2 separate regions of the Drosophila melanogaster genome follow, and region 1 is linked to region 2. Evidence: chromatin contacts called from public Hi-C data. All regions are on one chromosome and are shown on one strand. The core of a region is the stretch at or near the end of the contact, and the rest is flanking DNA. Distances in the headings are between cores, read along the strand shown. Region 1 holds the start of ALiX (ALG-2 interacting protein X). Region 2 holds the start of tau (tau,).

Evidence for each region. Hi-C and Micro-C count contacts between places; a contact is called where the count stands out from the background.
Region 1: a contact with region 2 is called in a Hi-C map of the Kc167 cell line, with 2.5 times the contacts expected there. A contact is called at or near these places in 10 of 107 Hi-C or Micro-C datasets (the Clone 8 cell line, the Kc167 cell line, the OSC cell line and 4 more).

The regions. Positions count from the first base shown.
Region 1 is chr3R:27,695,275-27,701,624 of dm6, forward strand. ALiX (ALG-2 interacting protein X) reads right to left here and starts at 4,836. Exons shown (of 6, transcript NM_143325.4): 1 at 4,494-4,836; 2 at 4,161-4,279; 3 at 3,812-4,093; 4 at 1,861-3,456; 5 at 1,615-1,800; 6 at 1,192-1,557. The coding sequence starts at 4,705. The coding sequence ends at 1,442. It overlaps btz (barentsz), which reads left to right and starts at 5,090. Exons shown (of 2, transcript NM_001276099.1): 1 at 5,090-5,251; 2 at 5,325-6,350. The coding sequence starts at 5,374. It overlaps HSPBAP1 (HSPB1 associated protein 1), which reads left to right. Exons shown (of 1, transcript NM_143324.3): 1 at 1-1,257. The coding sequence ends at 1,177.
Region 2 is chr3R:27,654,178-27,660,425 of dm6, forward strand. It overlaps tau (tau,), which reads right to left and starts at 2,637. Exons shown (of 6, transcript NM_001300636.1): 1 at 2,029-2,637. The coding sequence starts at 2,272. Mlc1 (Myosin alkali light chain 1) reads right to left here and starts at 6,000. Exons shown (of 6, transcript NM_001300640.1): 1 at 5,933-6,000; 2 at 5,752-5,779; 3 at 4,439-4,744; 4 at 4,292-4,378; 5 at 3,890-3,936; 6 at 2,901-3,778. The coding sequence starts at 5,935. The coding sequence ends at 3,893.

The DNA of each region.
Region 1 (6,350 bases), core at 3,586-6,085, 43 kb after region 2:
TAGGGATCTCATCCTGAACACCCACGTCCCGCTGGTCCTGGAGCAGTTTCCGCTGAAATGGGAGTGCTTCGAGGGATCCCTCCACGACTGGTGCAAGAGATTCGACAAGGAGGCCACCTGTTTGCCAGCCTTCGAGCTGATGGCCTTGGCGGACAGCAGTACGCCGCAATGGGAGCGAAAGCGCACCAAATCCTCTCAGCTGCTTAACATGCAGCAATTTCTGCGAAAGTACGGTGTCCTGGATGGGGATAGCACCCACTGGGCGGCGTACCAGTACAAGAAAGCCGACGAAGTGCCACTTAGTTGCCGCAGCGGCATCGGTTTCTCCAGCTTTGGCTTCCCGGACATCGGCAACGACTACCGCTTCTGGCTGGGATCGGAGCAGGCCAACACGCCGTGTCACTACGACACCTTTGGCGTGAACATAGTGGTGCAGGTGCATGGCTGCAAATCTTGGCTGCTCTTTCCACCCGAAACGCCGCTGCAGAGCACCAGGATACCCTACGAGGAGACCAGTGTCTACTGTCTGGAGAACTTTTACGCCCCGGATCCGGCAAAGATTTCGAGCTATGAGCATCTTGGCCGGCAAGCCTATCACTGCAATCTGCAGCCGGGCAACGTACTAATCGTGCCGCGTCACTGGTGGCACTACGTTGAGGCCAAATCCACATCGCTGAGTGTCAACTACTGGGTACCGCTAAAGGTGGATATGGACCTGATTTTGGACGAGTTCCTGGTCATGCACATTGTGGAGAGCTTTGTTAGGGGTGAGAGCAATCAAGTTAAGCAGTATCTGCTCAATCCCAACCAGCTGGATAATGTGTCTACCAAGCCCAGCGACCTCTTTGCCCAGTTCGAGCAGGCGGTGCAGAATTTAGAGAGTGGCAAGAGCACTCGACAGCTCTACGATACCGACTACATCAGCCAAGCGGATTGGAAAACTTTGTTGAACAGTATCAACCTGTCAGTGCGTCCTTTGGAAGTGATGCCCCACGAGGAGTACAAACTGCTCCTCAACGCCAACTCCAAGAGATTCCGAGTAGCTGCCAATCCACCGGAGACAACTCCCATTAGTTCTAATTGCGAGCTTTTAGTAAGCAGCATGTGTGCTCCACGGGTAATTGCCGAAATGAAGCGCGAGTTCTTTCGCAGGCTAGGAAAAAGTAACTCACTCTAGCTTAACACACGTGTCTAGGGTAAGAACGTTTACTGTGATACGTGATAATAATGTTTTCATATATGAGATTAAAATCCAATAAGCCATCAACATGTATGATACAATTTCCAAACAGAACCAGAACACGGAGCATTAAATGCCGAATACCACCCATCTTGTCTGCCCACCATCCAGACTCATCTGAGGCTCTGCCATGCGATTGACCCTTGGGCGGAACGGACTGCGCACATGTGGACATGAACTTGATTACAGCTACAGCGCCATTTACCAGCCAGGTGGCTTCTGGTTGGGATATCCACCCTGCTGGTTGGCATAACTGCCTGGGTATGTTCCGTAGTGGCCGGGTGGCGGTCCCTGCGGGAATCCCTGGTACTGATAGTCTGCAGAAGATGATCAGCATTATTGAAGATTCATTTTAAGCGGTGACGTTAACTTACTACCAGGATACGGCAAGGTGGCGTATGGATTGAAGCTCTGCGGCATCGGAGCGGGCACATAGGCGGGGTAGGGCACACCTGGCTGGGCTCCATATGGAATAGGCATGCCTTGCACTTGGGCCGGATACGGAATGTTGGCCGTTGATGCGGCAGGTGGCACACTAGGTGCGGAGCCAGGTGGAATATCTAAAAAGAAATGGACGGTTTATATATTCTGTTAAGTTCGGCTTAAGATGCTTCACTCACCGCTGCCACTGCCCGATGTGGATGCATAGTGCGAGGGAAGGGCTGGAGTGGCCGGACATGCCTGGCGGCTGGACTCTGTGGTCAAGTCCTTGAGCAGCTCCTCCTTCTCTGTCTTGCGGGCGAACACAAAGTCGCTGATCTTGTTCTGGAACACAACCAGCAACTGCGTGAGGTCGTTGTAGAACTTGGTGCCCTCCTGCAGATTTCCAGAAAGTTCAATGTAGCTATCGAAGGCGGTTGCTAGCTCCTGGTATAAAGTATCCCGCGAGCTGCCGCAGCTACCAGTTTCAGAGACAAAGGCACCATGGGCGCTTTGGATCTCGCTGACCAAGGACTGCTGACGTTCCACGCTCTCGCGCACCTGCTGCTGCAGGGGATTGAGCACTTGGCCAATACGCGCCAACGAGAGGGCGGGCTCGTCAATAGCGCCATCCTTCTGCAGGGCAATCAAAAACTCGTCCTTCATGTTGAAAGTGGCACCTTTCAGCTCGGACTCAATGGCCTCACGCTCCGCCTTAATGGTCTCCACGTCGTCCATCAGCTTCTTAAGACGCTGCACGCTGGAGCAGTTTGGGTCCACACTGCCACTGGCCGAGGGCAGAGACTGTTGGATTTGATCGGGTGGCAAGGACAAGAGTTGGATGCCCTTCTGGTTGGCCTCAAACTTCTGGCGAACCACCTTGTCGGCTTCGATGGCATTGGTGATGACTTCGCGATACTTTTTCGCGTTGGTGCGGAACATCTCTGTTAGCTTGTCGGAGCTGATGCGAGTCCAACGATCCTTGAACTGCGCCCGCAACTGGTTATCGGAGTCGCGTTCTTCGTCCAAGAGCCGCTCGGTTTCGTCGAGGATCTCGCGGTTGCGGTTCAGAAGCTCGGGAAGATCCTTAAGCATCGTCTGCACATTTTCAATGCCCCCCTTCTGGCGAACTTCATTGGCCTTTTCCTTTAGCGACGGCGGAAGCCCACTGTTGCCATCGGCTGTCTCCACGGCCGCTGGAAGATTCAAGCTGGCCAAAACAGCATTCAGAGTCTGGGTGGCTTCACGCAACTTCATGATCTCCACGTTGACGATCTCATTGCGGCGCATATCGGAGGCGGTCAGAGCACGATGAAGCTCCACGGGCACTAGGCTGCTGAATATATCCTTAAAATTTTCAGCCAAGGGGACAGCAATGGGCAGTGGCTTGGCCAACTGGGCTTTTCCAGGAGAGGTCAAGGTGCTCAGCTCTGGTATGATCTCGTTGTAGATGAACTCGTTGTCCTTGGTGGACTCGGTCAAGTTGCGCTTGGCGCGGCTGAAGTATTCATCCAAGTAGGTCTCATTTCCGCTACGCGTCTGAGCCGCCTTGAAAAGATCAATGGCGTTGCGCAAGCGAGCAATCTCCTCGCCAATCTTCTTGGCGGCACGGCACACCAGACTCTGGTACAACTGGGTGAGGGCATGGAAGCCGGCCTGCTTTCCAGCAATAGTAGGTATCCACTCCTTCTCCCACAGGCTGCGCACAGACTCCTTTTGCATAGCGCGCAGCACATCGGCGTAAGACTCCTCCGCCTGGCAGCAAAGCTTGGCGATGATCTGGTCCTTCAAGTTATCTGCCGGAATGTAAATACTTGAACATGTTAACCTCGATTCATAGCGGAATGTGTTTCCATTACTCTAGAGCCATTGATTGGTACATTATTTTTGTTGAATGGAATGATTCATTTCAATCGTTCTTATCATATAATTTCAAAGGAAATAACTGGGTAATGTCCCCACGTATCAAAAGTAATATCTTCGGATAAGCTTTGTCCGAAAAATATTGCATTGAGTGCTTTTATTGTATGCCAAAGACGCTTTTACCTGATAAAATAGTTTATCGCCCAATGTAAACAACTAAATTTTGCTCATAGATAAGCATTTAAATGTGAACGGTGTTCGTGCTCTTTGTGAATTAATTTTACATACCCTTAATTGCCTTCAGAATGAAAACCTCCTGCGCTTGGGCGACCATCAGAGCCTGCAGCACGGTTAGCGTATCCTGGCTGAGATCGGGCGTGGGTTCCGAGGGCACTGCCGCTGGCGTCGCTCCCTTCAAATACTGAAAGATGCCGGCGCTCTGCTGGAGCAGTTTGATGGTCAGCTTAAGGCCGTCATCCGAATCCAGGGACTGGTTGGCAGCGATGTTGCTCTGCAGGGCGGCAATGTTGAAGAGCACACAGACCTTCTCGTAAAGCAAGGAGGTGTGAGCTGTGGATGGTGGATGCCGTTGGGTTAGTGGTGAAATATACTTGGCACATGGCAATGAATCACTCACTCAGGCTGATCTTGCCGCCGAAAATGGAGCCCTTGTCGAAGGCATCCTTCCACTTAAAGGGTATCTGAAGTTCGCTAACCGATATCTTGGTCTCCAGCGCACAAATCTGGTCATAATAGCTGGAAATACAGAGCAGGCAACAAAACCCGGAGGCAAAACATTTAGTTAACGACTACGTCATCCGAGAGCTTGTTTACGTCTGACCACCACACCAATACAGAAGCACCAGGTGGAATCGAATCGAATGGAATGGGTGTGATTAGCTGCCCCGTTGTGCGGGTGACTCATCGGGAGATTCCCGGAAGAAGGCCACAAAGACATGGTGGTACTTACGCGTACACAATCTCCAGCGAAGCCTCGTACTTTTCAAAGAATTTCCAAATTGCCGTATTGCGTTGTTTCGAAAATTCGTTGACGGCCTCTCCGTACTTGCCCTTCTCCTCCTCCGACGCACCGTTGTAGGTGCTCTGGATGAGATTGTTCAGCGGCTTGATCACATCCACCTCCGACGGCTTCTTCAGCGGCACGCCCAGAAACTTCGACATCTTTTCCTGTTCTGCGGAGTCTGCTTCTTGTCCGACTTCTGATTCCAAGTGATATTAATTAATCGTCTGTCGCTCTATTCGAACTCCGCTTTACGCTCTCTTTCCTTCCCCTACAACAGCTGGCCAGCGATGTCCAGCCGTCGATACCGTTTTCGATAGCCACTAAAGAAATACTAAGGATTTAGTTCTATACTTCAAAGGTGAATTTTTGTCAAAGATACTTAATATTGTAAACTATTAAAAAAAAGTAATAGAATATTTTTTCTATGTTCTATGTTCTATATGTTTTTTATTACTAACATGAACCGGTAACTACCAGAGCTGCCACTATTTCAATACGTATGCACATTGCTACGTTTCTCGCCCTGTCGTTACGTTTTCAACAGTGTGGCATCTCTGCGGCGAGAGAAAGGTAACCCTAGACTTTCTATTTTCTGATTGCGTTGTTGTCGAGAAAATTGTGCGAAATTATTGGTTTTTTCTTAGAATTTACCGTAACAAGAAGCACGCTTACTAGAGTAGTTAGGCCTTGTCAAGAATTCGCACGTGAGTTGATATACGGAGCCCTGGCTTGGATATCCCAGTGACACCTAGAATCCCGTTCTATGTCATTCCGCAGAAGAAGCAGCAGCAGCAGTAGCGAGGCAGAAAACCGAAGAGACCCCGCGATGGCCGAAGTGGAGAAACCAACGGCGGCCACGCCCCCGACCGACATCCCCCAGGCCACGGCTGCACCTGCCAGCGAGGCGCCAGTGGCTGTAACGCCCACAGCGGATACCACCGTGGACGTCGAGCCGGGCACCTCGCCCACCCAGGAGCCCAACTCCAATTCGCATCCGCACGACTCCGAGTACGACACGGCCAGTGATCTGGAGGGCGGAGAGGACTATGACGACGAGGAGAGTGCCAGCGGCAGCGCCAGTGGCAGTGGGAGCGAGGAGGAATCTGAGACGGACGACGAGGACGATGAGGTGGGCAGCGAAACGGACGATGGCGAAGGGGAGCAGGCGATGGACCGCTCCGTCGCAGACAGTGAGGCCCAGAAGAAGGTGGACGAGGATCGCAGCAATCCGCAGTACATCCCAAAGCGGGGCACTTTCTACGAGCACGACGATCGGACGGCGGAGACCGAGGGAGAAATCCTGATCGAACCCGAAAACGGTGCTGGCCAGGCGGCGGCGGAGCCAAATGGCGAACTCAATGGACTTGCGGCCGCCGGTGCCACGCCGACTGGCCAAACGCCACAGATCTCACAGGCATCGAAGACCATGCGAAAATGGCAACCAGCTTCAGGCGGTGATCGCTGGTCTCACGATCGATTCGAGGCCACGGAGCAGGCTCCCAAATCCCGTGCAGAGTTGCTGCAAACATACGGCTACGACATTAGAAACGAGGACGCACCACCCAGAGCCAGACGTCGCCGGCGATATACGCGTGGGCCTAGTAAATACTCAAGAAACTGGGAGGACGAGCAGGCCTACCTCAAAGCCAGCAATAAGGAGCGCAAGCCGCCGCGGCCACAGGACTTCCCGGCGCTCAACGAAAGAAAGCCACGTGGTCCACGAACATCATCCTCGCGTGAGGAAAAGGAAAACCGACGGTCCGTCGCTGCTGAAGGCTTGGTTCCAGAGAAGCAACAGCCCTT
Region 2 (6,248 bases), core at 1,387-3,886:
TGATCAAACTTTTAATTTTGAAATTAATTAATCGAGCACCAACTTTGCCGCATTCCCAGATGCATTCATCAGATAAACAATGCATTAACAACTTAGTGGCTACCAGTCAAGAAATTAGCCATAAGGCAGACTGCTCGCCTGATAAGTGGACACAAATTCTTGAATCAGACCAATTAATTAATCATTAAGACCATATGGACAGGCCATGCGTATCCCAAAATCACAAAATCAGAAGCCAAAATTCAAATGCGTCTTGCTCGAATAGTTTGCGCATGGGTGTGCCCCACAAATATGGCTCCAAATATTTGGTAATTGTTTCACAAAGCGGAAACCTTAACAATTAGCAGAGTTTTAAAGGCATTTCGGTTAAGAAAAAGGTATCTACGAAAAACTGGCACACGCCCCCAATAGGAAAAACCAAAGACCGAGAGAGAGAGAGAGGAAAATCAATTGCAGCGCCAACAACTGCAAATGAGAAACGAGACTGGCAGCGTTTTGTGATAATTGAAAAGCCACCGCGAAATGGGTGACAGAAATTGCAGCGATTCTGGGCTATTTATAAAATCGCTGAGTGCAGTATGCATTTGTTTGTTTTCAATTGAGCAGCATTACGTCACACGATTATAATTATTATTTTTGGTATAAAATATGAAAGTAAGTGCAGATCAATCAGGTTGAAAGAAAGTCTTATCAATACGAGTACATATGTATGTATAATCTAGATCTGTGGTGACTTCATGTAGATGACATCTCTGATAGTAATCAACGACGATATTTTTACTTTTATTATTAGCACTAAACAAAGCTACAGCAGCGGAGCATTGTTATTGTTTTTATTTAGCAGAGCCGGTTTGCTCTTGACTCGAACACACTTGATTTAATATTCACACGGCGCGAGGCAGGGGTGTATCTTTTCGCTGCACACACATCGCACTGCCCTAATGAAGTCAACTGTTAGTTTAGAGGATAGTTCGCATTGGTGCCACGTCGCAGGCGGAATACCCTATTCAACAGGAAATTCAATATTTAGTTTAGCCAGCTGATGCTCGAGAACTCTGCAGACTGAACGACCACGAATGAAAAGGTACACGCAGCTCGATTTAAAACGAGGTCAAATGCAGAGCAACCACAGCAGCAGTGCACTCAGAAAAAATAAATGTAACTTAATATACTTCATGTTTTGGCAAACCCATATTTTTTTAAACTTAAAAGGATTTTCAGATTAGTCTTAGAAAAGATTTAACGTTGGATTTCTTTTTATAAGCTATGTGCAAGTGCAGAGATAATCCTTTTGTGAGTGCACGAGCTCGAATTGCTGATAACTTTTATCGCAGTCGGCCATATCGGTATCTCTCTAGAAATATATGTATGTATATTGTGTATCTGATAGATACACACTTGCACCTAGCCGATGCCAAGGCATCGGGCATCAAGAACAATTAAAAGCTGCACTCGGCCGTCGTGTGGGTGGTTGATGGCTTGCCACAGTTGCAGGTCATTAAACCGAGAGCTGGGATACCACAATGCACAATGCAGCCACAACTTCCACATCCTGCCGGCAGTCGAGCCCCCCTTTGAGCTGCGCCCCAAAAGCCGTAAACTTGCCGGTCTAAGCGGTTACTCAAACAGATCAAACACACACAGAGCGCTGAACCGGCCAAATCTATTTGCATAATGTGGCGGGCATGACGTGAGTCTTATGGCCTGCATGCTCGCCTGACATAACCATCAATGTCCTGGGGTGTGCCGGCAATATAATTTGCCTAATTGAGCCATAGCCATCGCTATCACCGCTGCAACTGGGCTACGGAGGCGTGCCTTGAACTTTCCTAATTGATTTTCTAAAGCACACGCGGCGTATGCGTAATGCGCTGTGAAGTCACTTTTACTTACTAAATTCAGGTAAATACCACATAACTGCACACATAGCAAGGTAGTTATATGTTTTGACACTTAACTAATAATAATTTCTATATATATGGTTTAATCTGAACCATTTCTTTTCTGTGTATCTTGCAACGCCCTCACCTTTTTGATCCTGATTAGCCCTCGCATTTGCTGGCTTCTGTTGCAGTTGCTGTTGTTGCGGCTGCTGCTGCTGCAGCTGATGGGGTGGTGGTTGTTGCTGCTGCGGTGGTGCTGGTGGTGCGGCATTTGCTGCTGCTGCTGCTGCTGCTTCCTGTTGCAGCTGCTGGTGGGGCAGCGGTGGGTGGGGGTCGCCTAGTGGTGGCACAGCATCCAGCAGTGAGCTTTTCTCCAGGACATCCGCCATATTGAAAGTCGAACGAGTGTGTGTGTGGTGTGTCTGTATTTGTTGCACTCACGGGAAAACTCGAAAAGGACTACAGATCTGTCGGTATTTTTCCTGTGTGTGTGTGTGTGTATCTTTGGGCTAGTCCTTTTCACTTGGAATAATATATTTTGGGTTCACTTTCGATTCGAGAAATGCTCGCGGAAATATATTTTGAAACGGCGTAAATGACAATATTTATATTTTGACTTGGCGCACTCACGCTCACTTACTTCACTGGCACTCTGCTAATTTATTTGGATTTTTGCTGGTGCAAATTTTTAAAAAAAGCGAGACAGCTCCCGCTCGGTCGGCTTGTCGGTTTGTTATCTCGATTTCAACTGATTCGTAGTCGTCGTATTTAACCGAAACTTTTCTGACACTTTTTTGATTCGACGTCGACGCAAAAGCTCAGCGGAATCTCAACCCCCAAGCTATTTTTGTGATTAGTTTATAATTGTTATTGTTGACTAGACGAGGAAGGTAGATACCAGGATGCGGGTATTTCCACCCCTTCTTACACTTACTATTTTAATATAATAAATAAATAATAATTACGAAAGTAGAGACAAAAACCATATTAACCAAGCTCTAAGCTTAACAAACATTTCGAAAGCTCTCTCTCGTTGAGAAAAAGCGAAAACGACATTTTAGTACACGGTATTTTAGTCTTTCGCCTGCTTCTCGTTGGTGGTTTGTGTCTCAGCTGAAGTATTGCAGTCTGCGGCGAAAATATCTAGATATTTCTTTGTGGATTCAGTATAAGATTTTTAAACTTTCTCTATTACTTTTAGTTTATTAAACAAGTCAGCCACATCTTGTATTAATATTGGCTGCCTATATAGCATAATCCCAAATTTTCCACCACCCTGATCTTCTTTTATATTGATTGTGCAACACCTCATCGGCCGCACAATTATTCTTAGTGTTTATTTAAATACATTTGACTTATTTCACTTTCACACATTCACTTGGTAAATTGAGAACGCAAAAAGGCCACAATTTACACATTTGGCGTTTTGCTAACTGCCCTTTTTGGACGCTTTCGGATGTTGAATTTGCCTAAACATTATATTATTTGCTATTTGGTTTATTCACGTCTCATATAAAATAATCATTAACTATTGCTTTGCTTTTGGCTGAACCAACAAAATAATTCATAACAAAATAATGTGCACAAAACTTTGAATATTTTTCAGTTTTTTTGTTTTCGTTATTTTATAATTTAAATTTTTTTATTTTTTAAAAAATAATATTATCTTGAAGTTCAATTTTGCAGTTGTAGTAGCAGAAGTAATTTTTAATTAAAATAATATACGAGAGAGATAGAGAGAGTTAGCGATGAATATAACATCTATGGAGAATGGTTGTCGCTAAAAGTTTGTTGGTGTTGTTGTTGTTGTTGTTGTTGTTTGTTGGTTGTTGTTGAAGCTGTTGTTTTCAACTATTTTAGCTGATCTGGTCTGTCACACATTCTGGCGAGGAATGCTGTGGAGTAGACGAAGAAAAGGGCCATATTAGCAAGGTATTCCCCAAATTTGTTGGACAAGTAGACATCCAGAGATCGGCGAAGTGGCCATGGGCTCCATCCCTACTTACTGTTTAGTCGAAGACGACAGGATCGCTCATCAGGCGCTGGACGAACTCTGTTTTCATTCAATTTCAAGTGGATCGGCGACAAACGGCGGGTAAACAAGACGCAATCACCGTGCAGAGACCATACGTTTGACATTCGGGAGTTGGTCGGTTTTTTTTTTTTTTTGCGAGTGTAGTGTTGGAGGAATGGACACGCAAACATGGATACACGCATACACATATTTTTAGGTTTGTTGGTGTTTTTCAGGTCGAGTTGGTGGTACAAAGTGCACAGTGCAGAATGGTGGGGATTTTTTTGGTTTGTGCGCAGACAAAGAGTGACATGTGGAATAGACAAACGGCGTTTACAAATCGTATATGCACAAAAAACATTAGATGAGTATCGTCCATTGAACGAATACTTACGAGAGTAGGGGATAAATCCTTCATCATCCTCGGGATCCATGCAGTCAGCGAACAGGGTCTCCACCTGCTCGTCATCCAAGCTCTCACCTGTAATGCACACAATGATTTAGAGGGATATCCCAGGATATATGCATGTTGATTACTCACCAAGCGCCAGCAGGGCGTGCTGCAGCTCAGCCAGCAGCATGGTGCCGTTCTCCTCCTTGTCGTAGAGCTTCAAGCACTCAATGAAGTCCTCGTAGCAGCCCTGCTCCTTCTCCTTCTTGACCTGTGAGTAGATGGGCAGGAACTCATCCAGCTTGATCTTCTTCTCGTTGCGCTTCTTGGTGCCGCCCAATTTCTCGATCAGCGCCAAGGTGGGGTTCAAGTTCAGAGCGCGGAGGGCATCACCTAGGTCGACGGCATCAATGCCCTCACCGGGGGAGCCCATGACTTCGAAAACGAATTCGACATCTGCGCAAAAGGAACTCGATTAGCATTTACATCTTCATGTTCATGTTAGTCGATCAAACGTAAATCCCATCAAATTTTTGTTTTTATTCGTTTCATTTTATTATGCTGCCTCATTAATTGTTTTTAAAAATACTTTAGCAGAGGTGGGTGTTGACCACCCTTTTTATTTTCGAAAACGGGGTCGATGTGGTAACCCTGAAATTTCTGGTACGCACATTTTTGGTCATCATGAAAATCTTGACATGGCTGCTGGGCATTGCCTACTTAGTGTGTGAGTGTATGCGTGAGTGCGGATCTGGGAGAGTTGCCAGCCCCGAGAACACACTACGTATACGTAATCCGACACCCGAACCGAACGCCTTCGCCCTCGTCTGCGCTATATACACAGTATATAGGCGTATATACACACACAAAGTCGCATAGTTTGCTCATCTCTTTCGCTGTGCGTTTGATCGAAAATAAATCTAAAGAAATAACTTGGCCAAAATTAGATCTCTAAACGAGAAGCATTTCGGCTCGAAGACGAGGATCGCGCGTTCGGGTTCGCGACATATACACACACGATTTTCATTGTTTTCCGCGGCTTTTCTATAACGCAAATCAAACTTAACTTTGCACTAGATTTTCTCTACCGGAATTGTGTTGGCAACCTTTATCCGTTCTGGTTTTGGATGGTCGATCGATGAAAATAGCTCAGGCGATGCATATAGACGACAGCATTCCTTAATGAAAATTTTCCGCATAGTGTTATATATATAGGCATGCGTATATGTATGCGATATATTCCAAGTGATTACGAAATATGTTCACCGACTTTTGTGTACTTTTTGTTGTGTATCTCACACGCGCACATTATGTAATCTGTATTTTTATGGATATTATAATACTTGTTTTTAGTCCTTTCTGCTGGGTTTTCCGTTACCTCGTTCATTTAATATGTTGGTTTAACTTTGATGGATTTCGTTTGAGGTTAAAGATAATCCTTTTCGTGCGGGGTTTTAACTTACTTTCAACTTCACGCTTTGGAACATCAGCCTGTCAACGGAATCGAAAAAGATTTGAGAGTTTGGCATTAGTTCGAGTGTGGAAAATCTTCAGTTTTCAGCTGCTGCATATATTTATGTACATCTATATCACTGGATATTGGTGGAAGATGTGTGAAGACTCCTTGGCCGACTGGGCACTCACCATTTTGTCTGTTTGATGCGAAAATCAACTGTATCGCGGATGAGCTCGGTCTCGACTGAACGTTATTCGTCAGTGGCAGTACGGCAAGGTAATTCTGAGGTGAAAGCCAACCAGCCGATCGCCGAGCACTCAGACACAGATACAGATACATTTACAGCTATAGCTTCGAAAACGAATTCAAAAACGAATACGAATACGAATGGATGACGAAACGCTCGCTCTTTTCCTGCGCAAGGCTATACACACACCAAAATATATGCTGTAGTATGTGCGATGGCAAGAATTTACTTTCATCTTGGGGGAACTTTTTCGAATG